Linked DNA regions of Mus musculus: all the other regions are linked to region 2. A link is a contact called in public Hi-C and HiCAR-type data. All regions are on one chromosome and are shown on one strand. Each heading gives the region's core, a stretch centred on a gene start, on an enhancer-like site or on the middle of the called end of the contact. The rest is flanking DNA. Distances are from core to core; before and after follow the strand shown.

What was found. Hi-C and Micro-C count contacts between places; a contact is called where the count stands out from the background. HiCAR-type assays count read pairs that join an accessible place to other places.
Region 1: a HiCAR-type map of neural stem cells shows a contact between it and region 2, with 6 times the contacts expected there. The contact joins the promoter of 1700057H15Rik here to the enhancer-like site in region 2. A contact is called at or near these places in 2 of 39 promoter capture datasets (the 3T3-L1 cell line and hippocampal neurons), 1 of 484 Hi-C or Micro-C datasets (nephron progenitors), 8 of 115 datasets of contacts at active chromatin or transcription factors (differentiating embryonic stem cells, embryonic basal ganglia, embryonic forebrain and 5 more) and 3 of 9 other capture datasets (embryonic stem cells, embryonic tail and embryonic trunk).
Region 3: a HiCAR-type map of neural stem cells shows a contact between it and region 2, with 5 times the contacts expected there. The contact joins two enhancer-like sites. A contact is called at or near these places in 1 of 15 datasets of contacts at CTCF or cohesin (the NIH/3T3 cell line), 3 of 484 Hi-C or Micro-C datasets (nephron progenitors, neural progenitor cells and uterus), 7 of 115 datasets of contacts at active chromatin or transcription factors (astrocytes, embryonic basal ganglia, embryonic forebrain and 4 more) and 1 of 9 other capture datasets (embryonic stem cells).
Region 4: a Hi-C map of cerebral cortex shows a contact between it and region 2, with 4 times the contacts expected there. The contact joins two enhancer-like sites. A contact is called at or near these places in 6 of 484 Hi-C or Micro-C datasets (the G1E-ER4 cell line, bone marrow-derived macrophages, cerebral cortex and 3 more), 9 of 115 datasets of contacts at active chromatin or transcription factors (bone marrow-derived macrophages, craniofacial prominence, embryonic basal ganglia and 6 more) and 1 of 9 other capture datasets (embryonic stem cells).

What each region holds. Positions count from the first base shown.
Region 1 is chr4:124,484,559-124,487,399 of GRCm38.p6, reverse strand. It overlaps 1700057H15Rik (RIKEN cDNA 1700057H15 gene), which reads left to right and starts at 1,441. Exons shown (of 4, transcript NR_040774.1): 1 at 1,441-1,473.
Region 2 is chr4:123,956,014-123,958,713 of GRCm38.p6, reverse strand. No RefSeq gene overlaps it. Among named protein-coding and RNA genes, the nearest start is that of Rragc, 40 kb to the right of the region's middle. Within about 2 kb of position 1,328, at least 19 of the 459 cell types and tissues checked have an H3K27ac peak or open chromatin away from gene starts, as enhancers often do. A contact at or near this core is called in cerebral cortex, cortical neurons, differentiating embryonic stem cells and 2 more, where this site is marked.
Region 3 is chr4:124,504,967-124,507,666 of GRCm38.p6, reverse strand. No RefSeq gene overlaps it. Among named protein-coding and RNA genes, the nearest start is that of 1700057H15Rik, 20 kb to the right of the region's middle. Within about 2 kb of position 1,281, at least 9 of the 459 cell types and tissues checked have an H3K27ac peak or open chromatin away from gene starts, as enhancers often do. A contact at or near this core is called in neural stem cells, where this site is marked.
Region 4 is chr4:124,593,746-124,596,445 of GRCm38.p6, reverse strand. All of the region lies in intron 1 of Gm2164 (predicted gene 2164), which reads left to right. Among named protein-coding and RNA genes, the nearest start is that of 4933407E24Rik, 26 kb to the right of the region's middle. Within about 2 kb of position 1,360, at least 48 of the 459 cell types and tissues checked have an H3K27ac peak or open chromatin away from gene starts, as enhancers often do. A contact at or near this core is called in cerebral cortex and cortical neurons, where this site is marked.

The DNA of each region.
Region 1 (2,841 bases), core at 192-2,691, 530 kb before region 2:
GACCAACTAGCTCATTCTCCAAGCTCACCGTGCCTCCATTCAGCAAAGCCTCACTAACCCTAAGGTGGGGACCCTTGATGGTACCTTACTTCCAGGAGCTTGCGTCTTAACACACAAGCTCCCACCTACAGCTGTATAATAAAACCCTTTATCAATTCACCCTCCTGTTCTAGAATTATACTCTTTGAGACAAGAACACGAAGCCACTGACTCCAGGGAAGCTTGCGTGACCATGAGCTTCTGGCATGCAGAAGCTCAACTGTGTCAGTCCAGCAAAGACTGGAAAACTTCTGCCTGACCTAAGGATGCTCAGGCCGTCTCACCAGAGCTCCAGACCTGCTTCTCTCTCTGCTTGTAATATTCTTCCTTTACACAGCTGAGCATCCATCTCTTTCATCTCAAGAGGGATACCTTTAAAAAGGTCCATTCATTTCTGTTTCCACCTGCACAACGCTCTTTCCCTTTGCCTCACTTGCTGTCCTGACAGCCTGTGTTTGGGTTCCGCTGCTTCTTGCCTGTCTCTTCCAAGTAGCGGCCAGAGGCTGCACTTCACAAATCTGAACTGAGTGACCTGTGGCTGCCACACAAGCCCCGGGCCCGAACCTGTACTGAGGAGACCAGAGAGTTCTTGAGGTTCCCTTGTGCTCCTCACAGAAGTTCCAGGGCATCAGGCTTCAGGGCCAGTGAGGTTGCCTTAGAACCTGTGGATTTGGGGTGAAGCTGGTCTTCAGAGGCCCCTCAAGGAGCCCTGCTGTTCCTCGCCACCGCCACCATGGGGTTCTGATCATACTCTAGGGCCTTGTCATTGTCATCCACACCCCAGTTTCTCCTTAGGCTAAATGAAGGTTTTCTTTGGGCTTATCGTTGGATTCTTAGATTGCAGCACTACCGCTGATTGAATAGCTTGTATGCTGCTCTGAGCTTGGTGCTTTGTGAGACCAGAGTGGGTCCCATCCTGCATAGAGGCCCTGCACGGGGTAAACGGGTCCCTTACAGGAGTCTTTCCTGATTTCCAAAGCAGCAGCTCCTAGGCTGCCTTACAGCTTCTTCCTGGCACCCAGGGTGTGCCCCAGCTGCCCCAGTGCCCCGGGCTTCTCCTCCTCACCCTGGCACATGGCACCCTCCCCAGCCCAGCTGTCACCACAGGCTCCCGGCTCTTTACCACCTCCCTGCCTGAGGCCCCAGGTCTCAGCAAGACTGGAGCCTGGGCCTCATCCCTGCATGTTGTCCCCGACCCCTGCATCTGGCTCCTTCTCCCCAGTCTCCGGAGCCAGCAGTCCCCTCCCCCCACGCCTGACCTCTGAGCACAGAATCTATTGTCCTCCTCCGTCGCAGCCAACCCCCCAGCCCAACCTGACAGCTCCTCCATTACAGATGCACATTCACAAACAGCTCATTTACATAGAGCACAAGGAAAACCGCTCTGTCCTCAGAAAAAGAGGAGAGGAGGCTCCCACTGCAGAAGACCCTGAGGTGAGGGAGCCTCCTGCCCCTCCCTTCTCCTAGGCATTTCTGAAGGGTGTTTGGGGGTTGGAGGGCAGAGGCCAGAGGGATGGGAGGGCAGAAATCAGGTTGGTGTCTGGGGAGGGAGTGAGGTGCGTGCAGGCACACACTATTTAGTTTTTGTACTTTTTTTTGTTTGTTTTAGAGTAGTTTATTTTCATCTATATAAGCTGTTGTGAATCTTTAGGACTTCTGCCCAGTCCCCAGCTTGCACGGCTACCCACCCCTACACATCCCTCCTACACACACACACACACACACACACACACACACACACACACACAAACACACACACACAGACAGACACACATGCACACACATAAACACACAGTCCTTCATGCACAGACACACACACACGCACACACAGTCACTTGTACACAGACACACAGAGACACAATCACACATCCACAAACACACACACACACACCATCTAGTTTTTATTCCAGGGGACTGCTAGCAGCCATGGAGGCAAAAGGGCAAGATGCACTTTGGGAACGGGGAACCTCAGAGTCAAGAGGCTGAGTAGCTGAATCCCTTTCAGAGCTTAACCCTGGTTGAGCTGCGGAGCGGGACATGTGGACATTTGACAAATGGCTTCATTTCCCATGAAAAGTGAGTGCAACTGTGTCACCTGCCTTGGGTGTTTGGAGGAGGGAGCTGTGAAGAGTATGATGTCATGCGCAGTGCCCGTGCGCGCATGGGAGGACCTGTCAGAGGCAAGCAGCACTGAAGAGTATGATGTCATGCGCAGTGCCCGTGCGCGCATGGGAGGACCTGTCAGAGGCAAGCAGCACTGAAGAGTATGATGTCATGCGCAGTGCCCGTGCGCATGGGAGGACCTGTCGGAGGCAAGCAGCACTGAGGCTTAGGAAGCAGGGAATCTTTGGTAGAGGCTTTGCCCACTGGCCTTCCAGGAGCCCCGGTAACAGCCCAGCCTGGCTGCAAGCAGAGGGGGAGAGGTCACTCTTTCTTGCTCCTTTGTCAGGTGGTGTTCTTTTCTAGAAACGGTCCCTCACCTTCTTGTTCCTCTCTTACATCCTCCCCCCTCCTACCACCAGCTCCACCAAGTGACAGGATGTGGGCAGGCCAGGGACCTTGTAAGGCAGAGTGGTGCTGCACACCCCTGGCGTTATGCTGTGCTCCCACATTTCACATCTGACTTAATCACCCACTTTGTGCTCTCAAGGCAGGCAGGTCCAGCTAAGCCCAGCAAAGTTCTCAGAATCATGTTGTGATCCATTAATGATGTCTGCCATGGGTGAAGCCAGGGGAATGTCAGGACTCATTTGTCCTCTCAGCCTGGCCTGGTGCTGTTGAGAACAGGTGGGAGGGGCACTG
Region 2 (2,700 bases), core at 79-2,578:
CCAGACCGTTTTCCTTAGGGTGACTGAGAAGATCAGGGGACATTCCTAGTTCCATTTCCCGGCTGGCCTCCTCTAGCTTGACCTGTAGGGGGAAATGTGGCCTGGGGACCCTCCCCTACCCAAGGACACCCATGTTCCCAGACACCCAACTCTGCTCCTGAGGCCTAATGGTCCACACACCCTGGGATCAAAGCTTCAGGTGAGTAAACTCTTGAAGGACTTTGGGATTTAAAGTAGGGAAACCAGTGAGTGGGAGAGGCGACCTGAGTCCACGAGAGCTTGTGTACACAACATAAATAATAATGCAGATTTTTTAATTAAAAAATAATAAAGTGGAAAAGTCTTTCCAGTAGGTTCTGAAGTAGCAAGAGTTCTGGAAAATTCCAACCACTGTAGCAAAAGCAAGCTTTTTTTCCCTCTAGACCTGAACATCCCCACTTCCAGGGTTCAAGGACAAAGTCCAGGACCTGAATCACAATTCTGTTGTTGCCACCTAAGACAGCAGGTAGATGAAGCCAGGGCCAGGCTGAGTCCTACTTCTCTTAGAAGGGAAAAGTTGCCTCCTGCCAGAGAACTGGGCTGAAGAGGAAGCCAGGGGAACTATTTGGATCTTATCCAACCAGGAGGTGGATCTGGAACAGCAATGCCCTTGAAGTCAGAGACCGTAAGACTTTGAACCTAACAGAACGAGATCAATAAATTGAACTCATGAAGTCATGCACTCCAGGGACAGAACCAACTCCCTGGGTCCCACTCTCTCCCTCCTTAGGAGGATCATGGTTCCTACAACACCGAGTTCCCTGCATACACAGTCTGTTTCCGTTGTAGCTGGGCCCAGGACCCCAAGTCTCAGTGGCCTCAGAGATGCTCCAATCTCTGTCTATCCAAAGGTGTAGCTGTGGATTGGGCATTGTGGATCCTGTGAGGGGCATCGTTTTGGCTCAGAGGAAGGCCAGGATAATGTGAAATACCGAACACTCAAATCTAAAAGCAATTGAGATGACTGGGAAGTGTCAACCATAGACAGGGACTAAATCTAACTGCAGTGGGTCAGCCTGCTGGAGTAGAGTCCCCTGTCTGTCAGCCTGGATCTAAGGCACCCTCTCTCCCTGTCCTTGCGTCTGTCACTTCCCAAGCTGATCACCTAGGACAGCTCTCCAAGACGATGATCTATCCTAGCTGCAAGACAGCTGCCAGCCTCTCCCTTCTATTGGCCATCCTGCAAGCCAGGTCTTGGGTGCCAATGCCTCCTCCTACGAAGCCATCCTCAGGGCCTCCAGCCAGACTGGCTAGTGCAGTCACCGCGCCCGGGCTAATCCCGGGCGGAGACCGAGGCTGCCATCTAGCGGGCGCAGCGGGTGGGGTCGGGGACTCGAGTCCGGCCCAAAGCCCTAGGCTCCCGGGTCTGCGCCCGCTTGGCTCATTTGGAAGGCAGGACTCAGGGATCAAAATTCAGCTCGATCTGTGTGATCTCATCCAACAACCCTCTCTGGATTAAGCCTCACTTCCTGGTAAACCAACTGGATAGAACCTCTTCATTCGAGTGTCGGAAAATGCGGGACTCACGGTCGTTGCCCCCTCCTTCTCCAGACCATTGTCCCACACTCTTATCCAAGCAAAGAGCCAATCTGGTCCCCCAAACAAGGAAGATGGAAGGAGATGCAGTGGAAGCCCGGAAAGCAGAGATCCGCTCTGAACAGCAGGATCATTTTCTAGGAATTGTAAACCCAGAACTGTAAATAAAATGCTAATGATTTATTCCTGCTCAAACTCCGGGGGCTGCGTTGCAGCTTTTGAAGACAATTCCAAGCCTGGCTTTCCAGGAAGGCGGGCCTCCCCGCGGCGCCTCCTTAGGCTCAGCAAGGGCTTCCCCTACTTGGTCTTTTCCTTCTGGCTTGGTTCCATGAGGACTCTGGGAACCTTCACCGACCTCTCTGTAAGTGTTGGCTGCCCTACCTGTGCTAAGGCATTTCTTTAAATGGTGAGCTTTAAATAAGTGAATAAATGCTTGAAAGCCATTCGGGGAGCACAAATTCGCATCTGCGGCTGCCACTGGGCTGCCCGGTGACAGGGTGTGCTAGATAAGCTGAGGGCCAGGGGGTAAAGAAAGAGGCCAGAAGACTGTAGTCCAGCCAGCCCGGCTGACAGGAACAGCAAAGATGGCTTCATTTCCCCCTCCCCATTCAGCACAAGGTACTCAGAGCAGGCAGCCCCAGGCTCGGAGCCATCTGCAGAGGCGTGGGTGCTAAGGCTAGGGCACGCTCCACAGAGGCACACGGATGACTTTGCTTGTGTTAGCAAACTTCTCTTCCCCAGACTTCTTTGACATGATTTCATGGAAAATGGCAAGTCTCTGGTTAACACAGACCCTTCTTCTAACGTGCTTTTGAATGTAAGATCCAAATGACAAAATGGCCAAGACCCCTGTCTCCTGATGGAGACATCTTCTTGATAGAAGATGCAGTCCAGGCTGGCCCGGAATCCACTCACAATCCCCCTAAGTCTTGAAGTGCCATGATTATAAGCATGCGCCCTCCATGTGGTTTGGAGAGTCACACGTGGTGAACCTCCATATTACCAAGGAAACAGTTCATGGTCACTAGTAAATCCATACATCACACTATTGAGGAAATGTGTGTCCTAGAGAAGCCAATACAGAGAGCTTTACTCCTCCGTTCGTTGGAAAGCATATTGATCTAC
Region 3 (2,700 bases), core at 32-2,531, 550 kb before region 2:
TTTGGGGCTCCCAGGAAGATAGAGGAAAGGGGAGCTTCGGCAGAGGAGTATACCTGTCTGAAGGCTTGGCAGTAAAAGGACGCATGCTCTATAAAGGACAGCTGGTCAGAAACAGTTTGGGAGGGAGAGGTAGGAAACATAAGCCAAAGAGAAAGCAGGAATCTAGGGGGCTTCAGAGGGAGTCCGCCACGGGTTTCCTAATTCTTCCTGACCCTCTCCCTTCAGCACAATCGGATGTGGCATATGCCCCACTCTGGTGACTCCCCAGAGGGGCCGAAGTAATTTAATTGCCAGAAACAATATTAGCAAAATAACTATAGTGTTTGATTGAGTATAGAAAGCACAGGTATTTTCCACACTGCTAAGAAACACTACCAATTAATGTGTGCCATGGCATGAAGACCTTGGGGGAAAACACAGACCTCTCACAGACGATTGCAGCTATGTGATAATGGGTGGTACGCAGACTTCACTGAACGTCGGCCTCTGCCCTGATTCCTTCAGATACACAATATATTGGCGAGGTGTCATTGGACAAACCCCTGAGCATCCTGGAGGCAAGCACACTCTTTCCCCATTTTACAGATGTGACAACCAATGTTCAGAGAGATTAAGGAGCTCGCTGTCCAGCAAGTGGTAGGGGAAGGTCTATAAAGCACTGCCTTCCATCAGGAAATGGAGTGTGAAACGTGGAGCCCGAGTGAAAAGCCAGGAAACCAGCCATGTAACGTATGTCGGAGGCAGTGGCTTGATTTATTTGGTGGTAGGACTTGCCCTGGCTGTGGTCCAGCATTAGATGTCCCTCATGGCAGCATTTTAGACCAGAGGCATGTCTTTCGTGGCTGGGCTGACCCATGCTTCGCTTTCCATTCTTGGAAAATCTCAGCCACATAAATGCCCTAGGAATTTCCTGGTTTTCCCAAAGGGATCAAACTCACAGTCTCCATCTGCCCAGGGTCCCCCAGTAAACCCTCGTAGCCTTTAAACCCCAGTGCTCTAGAAAAGGCTGAAACCAATGGGTTAACTTGCTTTCCCTATTAAATATTTACATAAACACGCTTGGGAAGGTGTGTGTAAGTTATCAATAATGCAAGGCCAGCCTAGGTTCGGTGAGAGCTAAGAGACCCAAATTGTATCATCATAATCCATTATTCACATATAATGCGTCTATTCTCCTCCATTAGTGCAGGCAGGAAATGCCCCTGAGTGCCGGGCAGGGCTTTGGAAAGCGCAATAAATGGTGGATAGACACATGGCTGGTGGGCGGCAGCTGTAGTTAAACAAGTGTAAATTAGTGCCCAGCCTGGCTCCTGCTGCATCCGGAGGGTGGGCACAGGCCAGTAGGGAGGGGGTTAGAGGATGCTGGGATTTGGTTATCAATCCCCATAACTGCATGACTGTGTCTGGAGCCTTGGAGGAGCCCTACTGCTGACCACGTGGGAGGCACGGCTTAGGCAGGGGGAGAATCTCAGCTGTGCCAGTGAGCAGCAGCCTGGGGTGAGAGGGAGACTGCTCTGAAAGCTGGGCCCACGGTGAGCCATGGCTCCCACCTGCAAAACCAGAGAATCTCCACCTTACAAAGTTGCATGCAGTGACCTGAGGATGGAGAAGTGGCCAGACCCTGGCACCTAGGCAACCCTTAGAGACTGAAACAACATTGTACTTGCTGTCAGGCAGTTTGTGAAGTAGGGATAAACATGGACATTTGGGATCCAGAGGGGCGGGGAGCAGAGGCACAGCTGGGAAAAAGGACATTCAGTTTTCATTTGCTCAACTTTGCTTGTGGCTAACTGGTCTTCTACCTCACTGCCCACACAGAGGTCAGTCCCCTGGGCTTTAGAGGCACACACAAATAACACTGTCCTGACTCTCTCCTCCATTACCAACACCTCATTCCCCTGGTGCTGCAGATACATAGTCCCGTGTCTACACTTGTGTGCGTGTGCGCACACATACATACACACACACACACACACACACACACACACACACACACACATGCACACTCACACACACACAGAGGTGCATGCTCATGAACCGAGTTCCCTTATTCAAACCTTCTGTGTTCTACCATCACAGATATCTGGATTTTTTTATCCCCTCTCATATAAGCTGTGCCAAGGGACACAAACCATTGGCCGTGGCACTAGGTGGACTGGGTCCTAAGGTTTATACAACTGTCACAGCAGGCTCCCGTTAAATCTGGACACAGAACTTTAGCAACTTTGACCTTATCCCGTTGTGAGCCTGTGGACCCATTTCCCTAGGCTAGACCAGTTCTTTGCTAAAAGGTCACCTCCCATGAGACATCTTCCTGGGAAGATGCTTGCTGTCTCCCATTCTCTACTGGGTTTTTCTTCTCATCACACACAGCACTGCCTGCCTCTTCTTATGCACTAATTATTTGATTATCTGCTCATTGTGTGTTTCCTTGACCTGAACAACAGTCTGTAAGAGCCCAGATCCCACCTGTCCTGTCACTGAGGGTCCCTGATGCCTGTGTGATGTGTTTTTAAGGAGAGAACTAGATTTTTTTTTCAGAGTTAAATCTAACACACACACATATTGTGCACCTGCTGCATGCCTGTCATTGTGCAGGATTCCTTGTATAAGCTACTCATTAAGCCAATCCCATAATGGCGTCTGCTCATGTATAAGGGCTGTAGACAATGTCAGGAACTTGCCATTATGTGGATACTC
Region 4 (2,700 bases), core at 111-2,610, 640 kb before region 2:
GCTCCTGGGAGCCCCAAGCACAGCGGAGACAAATCTCAGCTGAGCGAGCTTAAGTTCTGGGTTTGTGTTAGCACAAGCCTCAGGGGTCCCGTGAGCCCTAGGAGGGGCCTTCCTGGTTTCTCAGAGTGGGTACTCTCCCCTCAGATCCTGCAGCCTCCCCCTCTTGGCTTGTGTGTCTTTATGTGTTCTACCTAAGAGTCCTCAGATGCTCGAACTGAGCAGTCTGTGAAGGTGTGCACGTGTGTATATCCTTACCCAGCCCCGAATCCACAGCCTAAATTCCACACTGTGGGAGCAGCAGCTGGCAACGCCCACTGTCCTACTTGCTTTTCTGTACCCCGAGAAAAGCTCTGAGTACAGAGCTCCGGTTTTCCTGTTCGTTCAGGTGATCACTGTCGGGAGCCAGCTGTGCCAGACAGGCAAGTGGGCAGTGTGTTTGCAATGACACCCAGAGGTGCCACTCAGATGGTGCCCCGCAGAGTGGCATTTTCTCTCCTAGCCTTCTCAAGAGGGAATCTAGGGGTAGGAGACCGACTTTGATCTCAGTGGGTCCACACTGAACTGCCAGGCTGAGATGGACGCTCTTGACCCAGGAGACTTAACCAGCGCCATTCAGAGACTCTGTAGAGGCTCCGATCTGATGCAGGAGTGAGGATGGGATGGATAGAAGTAGCAGTTCCATTGAAATGGTTTGAGGATTGTCATTTGAGTCCTGTCCTGGGCTGGAATCTCACAGTCAGCATGGAAGCACAGCTTCTGGGAACCAGGTCCCTTTCGGGACTGGAGCAGTCAGAGGACAGGGAAACTTCCTGTCTTAAGGATGGGTGTGAGGAAAAAAGATATCTCCCTGGAAATGACTGTGAACCTGGAGAAAGACAAATTCCTGACAGTTGGAATATAACCTTCTACAGAAGGTGGGTGCGCTTTCTCCAAGTGACACTTGTCCTATCTCCTTGCCTTCCAGCCCTCAAAGACTCAAGAGACTCGAGAAGACCCCTTTTGAGGTTTCTTTAAGGCAGTCCATACCCTGATACTGTCAGCTGAGGCAAGCTGGGATGCTGGCCCACCAGGGTCCTTGATGGTAGCCAAAAACAGTCAGGCTGCGGCCTCTCTTGCCGTTAGGTTTCTTGTGGGTGGCTTGTGCCACTTTCAACTTTGCTTCCTGGTTCTTTCCCAGGAGCCAGCTCCATTCCTCAGCCCCGAGTGGCGCTCCTTGGGCCGGAAACAATGTACGTTCTCCACGACTAGGAGTGGAAGTCAGCAGTTTGGCACCGTCTGGCTGGCAGCCTCTACCAGCTTCCTTTGGCACTTTATTGGCAAAGGCGGTGACATTTCTTTCAGTTGGGTGGGTGGAGCTGTTATGCAAACTCCCGCTCTCCTCATTCGCCAGATGAATATTCATGACTCAGGCAATCTGTACCAGCCAGACTTTCCTGAGGGCGGCAGCTTTTCTTCCCTTCCTCTCTTTCTTTCTCCTTCTCTCCTTCCCGGCTCTTTGGAAAGCTGAAGTACGGCTATATTTAATTTACAAATACAGAGCTATTTAGCTTGCCTTTGAGATAAGGCTTTGGAGAGGTGGTGCCCAGGAATGGGGACAGTGGCAGCGGCTCTGGGTCCTGACCCTGTGTCTCCAGGCCCCAGAGCCTACTGCCCGGATCTCAGACCCCAGAAGCCAGTGGATGGTCCTTTGCGTTGAGAATCACAGTGTCCCTATGCTTGAAGATGCAGCAGCTCACATCCCTTTAGGTCACGCTGGCCTCTGAGGTTGACAAGGAAATCACAAGTCGATGATGCTTGGGCCAGGTACTATCAGTCTACCTTAGCTTCTCCCATTTCCATCCCTGCCTGCCCCCCTTTCTGTTCCAGGATTGAGGTCAAAGAGCCGAGGGTATTTACTGGTCATTGGCTTTCTCAGGAAGAGCTGGTCCGGATGCTGATCTGAAGTCTTATTTCTGGGGGACACACCGATTCCCTTTCTATCTACTAGATACAGTGGGACATACCTGTGATGCCAGCAAGTGGGAGGGGGGTAGAGGTAGGAAGAGCAGAAGTTCAAGGTAATCTCAGCCACATAGTGAGTTTAGGATCACCCTGGCTATGTGAGACCTTGAAACGGTTAAAAAAAAAAAAAACTAGAAAGAAAATAACAATAACAAAAAGGGATGTTCCCTAGTCTCTTTGTCTCTTCCCCCAAAGAGGCACCAGATGCCCTGGCAGAGAGGGGTCAGAATCTCCAGAAATTTCCAAGAAATTTGGTCCTAGCAAGGATGTGCTCGCATGAGTATGTCTTGTGTGTAAATATTTATGCACAGCTTAAGTGAGTCTGTATGCCTACATCTATGTTCAAGTGTTTGCGTGTGTGTCTGTATGTGTAAGGGCGTGAATGTGTGTGTTGAGGAAAGCCTGGGAATGTTTGCATGTGCGAATGTGCCTCTCCAGTTGAGTTGCGTGTGTACCTCTATGATTCTGGAGGAGTTGAGTGTTTCAGTACGGGGGTGGGGTGGGGTGGGGGAGAAGGCTGAGGCACGTGCCTGTGTGTGCGTGCGTGCATGTGTGTGTGTGTGTGTGCAAGTAGATCGACTGTAGGTGTCAAAGTAAGAGCCCAGGAGAGAGGCAGAGGGTGTCAGAGTAAGAGTTCAAGAGGGAGAAGGGGGGTGAGAAGCCATCGGGGTATGCTTTCTGACCTCCACCTCTCCTGAA